Regions from separate parts of the Gossypium hirsutum genome. Here region 2 is linked to region 1. The links are chromatin contacts, called in public Hi-C maps. All regions are on one chromosome and are shown on one strand. The core of a region is the stretch at or near the end of the contact, and the rest is flanking DNA. Distances in the headings are between cores, read along the strand shown.

Region 1 (2,830 bases), core at 204-2,703:
GACGATAGTGGGAGGATGAGTTCTTGCTCCTTCGACGTCCAGCGCCCACCGGTACATTCCTCATCGTCCCTCCAGCAGTCCAGTATCTTTGGCAGTTCTTACAAAAGTGTCGCGGTTGACTCACATTGTAATTGTTGTAGTAACAAAACTTGGTATCCATGCTGTTGCATCGAGGGCATGGAAGAACTTTGTTCAATTTCTTCAAGGTTTTTTCTTCTGGATTACTTGTCTCATTACGATCTTCATCGGTTTTACAAGTTTCTAAACCAGTGCTTTCATTCTCTATAGAAAGTGCATCACGCTTGTCACTAGGCCCATAGGTCACCTCCAAATTCATAAACTCTTCAGAAGCAACCAGAGGAGCTGTGCCGTCCTGTTTAGATCGGTCCTCCTTTCGATCTCCGAGTTCATGCTCGGCGTCTATCGTTTTATCTGTCACGATGTCCTGAATAATTTGTAGGGGAAATAAAACATAAGCACCAAAATACTAAATAAACTCTATAGACAACTGCAAATTACAAATCATTTGAGAGTACTAAACGCAGTTTCTTTCCATTTTATTTTGTTTGATAAATGACGAACCAGTTTTAACACCAATAGCAAGCACAGCATTTTGCAACTACAATAGAAATTACCAAATGTTGCTTAAGAACTGATGATTTAGTATACTGTTGGGCAAGATTCAAAGCTTTTCAACTAAGCTTATTAATGCCAGGGTCCTAAAAGAATATATGTTGCAACAAAATATTAGGATCATAATTGGTTACAAAGAAACCACTACTTTTATCTAAATTTATATCTATAATTTCTTTCAAGAATGAATTATTTTCATAATTTAATTGCAGAGAATTCTCTTGAAATTCAAAGAAAAGACACCCAGAAAGCTTCATAATAGAAAGGCATATGATGATTAATTCAACTAAAAAGAATATATAAGACCAACCCATTGTTCATTTCCATGTTCTTAACAATGGGAATTCTACAAATCAATCAACTTTCAAAAACTTAAAATTTTCTCAAACCATAAACGAAACTTTAACCAATTCCTCCGTAACCATTGTTATAGCGAAAACTAAGAATCAAAAACCAACCCATTGTTCATTTCCATGTTCTAAACAATAAGCATCCTTCAAAATTCTCAGAAAACAAAAGAATCAAAAAAAAAACATCCCTTTTACCTTTTTATAATTATTATTATGGTTACAAGCATCATCACACGTAGCATAAATGTTAGATATTGTTGCTGCTACGACTGCTTTTGGAGATTTCACAGGCAAAGGAATCGTTTTTCCAAATAATTTAATTGTCAAGTCGTTTGGTTCCGTCATTTTCAATTCCCTTACTCAGGATTTTTTTTCTCTAAATTATCTTCTAACAAAGGATAAAAACTAGAACGAAATTTTTATTTTTTAAAGAAAAAAAGAAAAATATCTGACAAGTTTGAGCCGTTGTGGTGTTTTAATGTATTTTATTTCTAATTTTTTTTGTTTGTTAAAAGAGAAAAAAAAAGTGTTGTTGGTCCCGTGGAGTCAACAATTTTATCGGTTTAGGAAAGATGGGTATGTCATGTCAGGTTAAAGGCAAATTCTCAACCTTAAGCCCCTTTGTGGCTTTGAAATATCTTTCCCTTTTCAACAAGTAGTTCCTTTTCCAAATAAAAAAGCAACCTTTCATATACTTAAACTATACATTTCACATAAATACTATCGTCCATCATTTTGGTAATTTTTGATTACTTTATTAATAAATATAAATGACATGTAATAAGTATTTTTATATTATTTTGTCAATACATGTAAATATGTATCTTTAGTCATTTATTCATGCCCTTTCGAAGTAGGTGACTTATGATAGAATTGGGATGTGAATGAAATGGTCAGTCAAATAGTATACGTGATCTATGTTTAATGTTAGTCTTTTAGCATTGAGATTGAATTGATTTGGTATATGAATTGTGGTGCCAAGTGATGGCATATTAGTTAGGCATATAGGTTGATTGATTTTGGCATACTTTAGGTATTTTTTATTGTGTTTTTAATGTGTGAAAGTGCTTAGAAATGGTTTGGTTTGGTGTGCAAGAAATGGTGTTGAAATGACTTGCATTAGGAGTTATTTAGGAGCACACAGGCTGTCACACGACCGTTTGTCATTTAAATTTTAAGTGCAGGACGAACCGCACGGTCCCAAAGAGTTACACGGTCGTGTGACCAAACTTCGAATGCAAACACGGTCTGGCACACGGCCTGCGACACGATCGTGTGACCTTATTTCAAATACCCACACAGGCGGACACACGGGTTAGGACACGGTCATGTGTCCCATACTTCTAATTGTACACGGTTGGCCACATAGCCATGTTTTTAAGCCACACAGCCGTGTAACCCCTGTTTCCAAAAGTTTTCAGTTTTTCCAAAATATTTTGTTTTGTTTCAAAACAATCCCTGATTGTTCCTGAACTATTTTTAAGGTCTCATAGGCTTAGTTTAAGACCCATAAATGTATTTATGTTTTGAATCAATGTTGGAACGGAATGTTAATATTTTAAATTCGTTAATTGATTTTTAGGTGATGTTAAGTGATTCGATTTTTACGATAATACTCTGTAACCCTAATCGAATGACAAAGATGGGTTAAGGGTGTTACGCGAGCAAAGGTAAACCTCAATTGCTTACCTTCACTACCTTAGTATACCTCAACCAAGGATTTTTCAACTCACTATACTTAAATTGTTACCTTTCAAAGAAAAAAGTATAACTTTTACAACAATTTTTTTTTCTTGAGGTTTAGATAGAACCCTTCCTCCTAGCTTTTATGGCTAAACTAGATCCCT
Region 2 (2,889 bases), core at 185-2,684, 200 kb after region 1:
TTACTTGGCTTCAAGTAAGGTTGAGGGTCGTTGGTAGTGGTTGGAAGATATTCTTGAGTTTAATTAGTGGAGAGAGAGAGACCTTTTTGGGATGAAGTGTTGGCTTATAGGCTTGGATCCTAATATGTCACATGTGGTTCAGCTATAGGTGACTAAAGGTGGTAAAGCAAATTGGCCTAATATACTAAGTTTAGATAAGGACAAGATAATTAGGGTGACGATTGGATAAGTTGTCAATTATGTCAAATAAGATTTTATAATTGGTGTCATAACTCTACACAACTTGACTCTGAGAAGTCCCCTTAAAGAGTTTCTCTAAGTAACATTAACGAGAAGTGATACTTGAGAGTTCTCAAATAATATTCAACACCCCAAGTGATTTAGTTAAGGGGTTGCCCACAAAAAGTAATGCCCAAATATTTGTAGGAAGTGTTGTGGAGATGTTGAGTAAAATCATAAAACTCAAAATAATTTAAAAAAAAAGTTGTAAAAAATACTAATCAATCATATATTTTTCTACTTGTTTCATTTCAATCCACTATGATTATGGTTGTTTGAGAATTTGGTTCAAAAGGTTGAATGGATTTAAATATTGATATGAAAATTTTCTAATTTATATATTTTTTAATTTAGGATGTATTAGAAAAGTTAACGCCATCATGACTATCATGATTATCAATCTCACGTTAATATAAATTACTATCAAGTGAGATGATGAAATACAAATTAAGTAGCAACTAGATTAAAAAAAATTCAATTATCAAATATATGCTTTTAGATAAGTTACGAAAGTACAGTAAATAAATTCTTTTTTACTTTTAATATACAATTTAGTGGGTTAAAAAATATTTCTTTAGGTACAATGCAGAAAAAAAAGGATGCGTCAATTGCTATCCGTGTTTTGATTGGAAGGCGTATCATCCGTGTTGCAATTGGAAGACCTATCATCATCAACTTGACCCGAATCAGGTTGACGGAAAGCCCGACCCCAACCCATCATACCCATCATGCTAGCCAAGCTAGCAAAAGCAAAAACCGACTGTACAATTTCCAAACCATTGATCTCCCCACCCTCCATTCTTCGCCGGCCACCATTACCCTCACCACCTCCTATTTCAGCCGTCTCAGGCGGCATCAAGAATCGACAAACCGGGCATAACCCATGGATCAACAACCACTTCTCAATACAACCCGAATGGAACACATGCTTACATGGCATCTCCCTTGCTTCTTCTTCAACTTCGAACTCTTCCAAACAAACACAACAATCATTGCCACTCTCTTTCACTTTTATCCTCGGCATTGCTTCTATGGAATCTTTGGAAGCTGGCGCCGGCCCAAGTTTATTTTCGCTGACGACTCCTACGCCGCCGATCTGGAAAACTACGTAAACGACAGGACGAGGCTGTTGGGTCGGCGTAGGAGCTTCCGCCATACTAGGAAAATCAGAGAAGCTTAAAGAATCTCTAAGAAGAAGAAAGAGAAAACTTTGAATTGAAAAAAAAATGTGAAGGAAGAGAAGATTTTTATAAAAGGAATCGAAATGCCTGGAAAGTTCGGGATTCCAGGATGTTTGATGATTTCGTATATGAAATTACGTAAAATAGATTCTAGAAGTTTCTATTTTATTCATGTATTTTCTCTTATTTTTGACTCATTTATGGCCTTAGTTTTTTTTTAAAATAATTAGTAATCAAATTGTAACTTTTTTTTTAGTTAAAGGACTTAAAATTTAGTGTTTAATGGTGTAATTTACCCAAAAATATATATTTGACCAATTTTATTAGTCTTTATATTTTGTAAAAATTGTGGATTTAATCTTTATACTTTACTTCAATCAATTTTAGTTTTTATATATTTTAAATTTTAAAATTTTAATCTTAATCCAAATAAGAGTAATTAATCCATTTGGTTAATATTATCAAACATTATTTTTAAATAAAAATAAAGAATTAAAAATATATTTCATATTAAATATAATCATTTGTACATCACACGAGAATCAAACTAGTTGTCCTCTATATCCATGTTAAATTATCCATTCATTATACTTTAAAAAATATTTAGTTATAATTTTATACTAGTCACTACTACTACTATCGACAATAGATACTCCGATTAGGATAAAAAAAAAAGAAGCTTCAAAATGTTAGAATTGCTTATTATTTCCATTCATAGTTCTACGGTTTGATCTTATTGTTGTTGTAATATTCTAATTATCAAAAAAATAAGTGTAAATTCACATAATATTATTTTACATTAATTATATAAAATAAAAATACATTATTTAATAAATTTTGAAAAAATAAAGACAGTAAACATGGCATTATGGACTAACTATGAACCCTGGCAATGTTAGATACAATACATGCACAACAAAAAAGAGAGCAAATAACTAGGAATACAACATTAATACAACATTTTAAAACAAGACCCAAAATTTGCGGTAAAAAGGTGATAAGAGGGTTCAATCAGACCAAACAGAGCTCTCACCACTGATATTTGGCTGCAACAAGCACTTCCTCATACTTCTCAGCTGCATTGTCCCAGCTCAAATCTTGCTTCATTCCCCGTATTTGCAACCCTTCCCAACTTGTTTTATACTGCCGATATGTCAACAAACAGTTACCTAATGCATGTATCAACTTGCTTGCATCCGCACTGTCAAATGTCCACCCGACCCCAGACTCTTCAAACGGATTGAACTGCTGCACTGTGTCTCTCAGTCCACCGACTGCATGGACAACCGGTATTGTTCCATAGTTCATAGCATATAGTTGGTTTAGACCGCAGGGTTCAAATCTTGATGGCATGAGTAAAATATCAGCCCCGGCTGTTATACGGTGAGCTGTCTTTACGGAAAACCCTACCCATCCTCTTACTTTGTCA

Evidence for each region. Hi-C and Micro-C count contacts between places; a contact is called where the count stands out from the background.
Region 2: a contact with region 1 is called in a Hi-C map of hypocotyl, with 3 times the contacts expected there. The contact joins the promoter of LOC107892426 here to the promoter of LOC107890451 in region 1. A contact is called at or near these places in 8 of 34 Hi-C or Micro-C datasets (callus, hypocotyl and leaf).

The regions. Positions count from the first base shown.
Region 1 is chrD09:3,479,026-3,481,855 of Gossypium_hirsutum_v2.1, forward strand. It overlaps LOC107890451 (cyclic dof factor 1), which reads right to left and starts at 1,454. Exons shown (of 3, transcript XM_016814868.2): 1 at 1,179-1,454; 2 at 1-445. The coding sequence starts at 1,328.
Region 2 is chrD09:3,679,906-3,682,794 of Gossypium_hirsutum_v2.1, forward strand. It overlaps LOC107892426 (E3 ubiquitin-protein ligase RNF181), which reads right to left and starts at 1,435. Exons shown (of 1, transcript XM_016817510.1): 1 at 884-1,435. The coding sequence starts at 1,435. The coding sequence ends at 884. LOC107890446 (granule-bound starch synthase 2, chloroplastic/amyloplastic) reads right to left here. Exons shown (of 8, transcript XM_016814860.2): 8 at 2,239-2,889. The coding sequence ends at 2,490.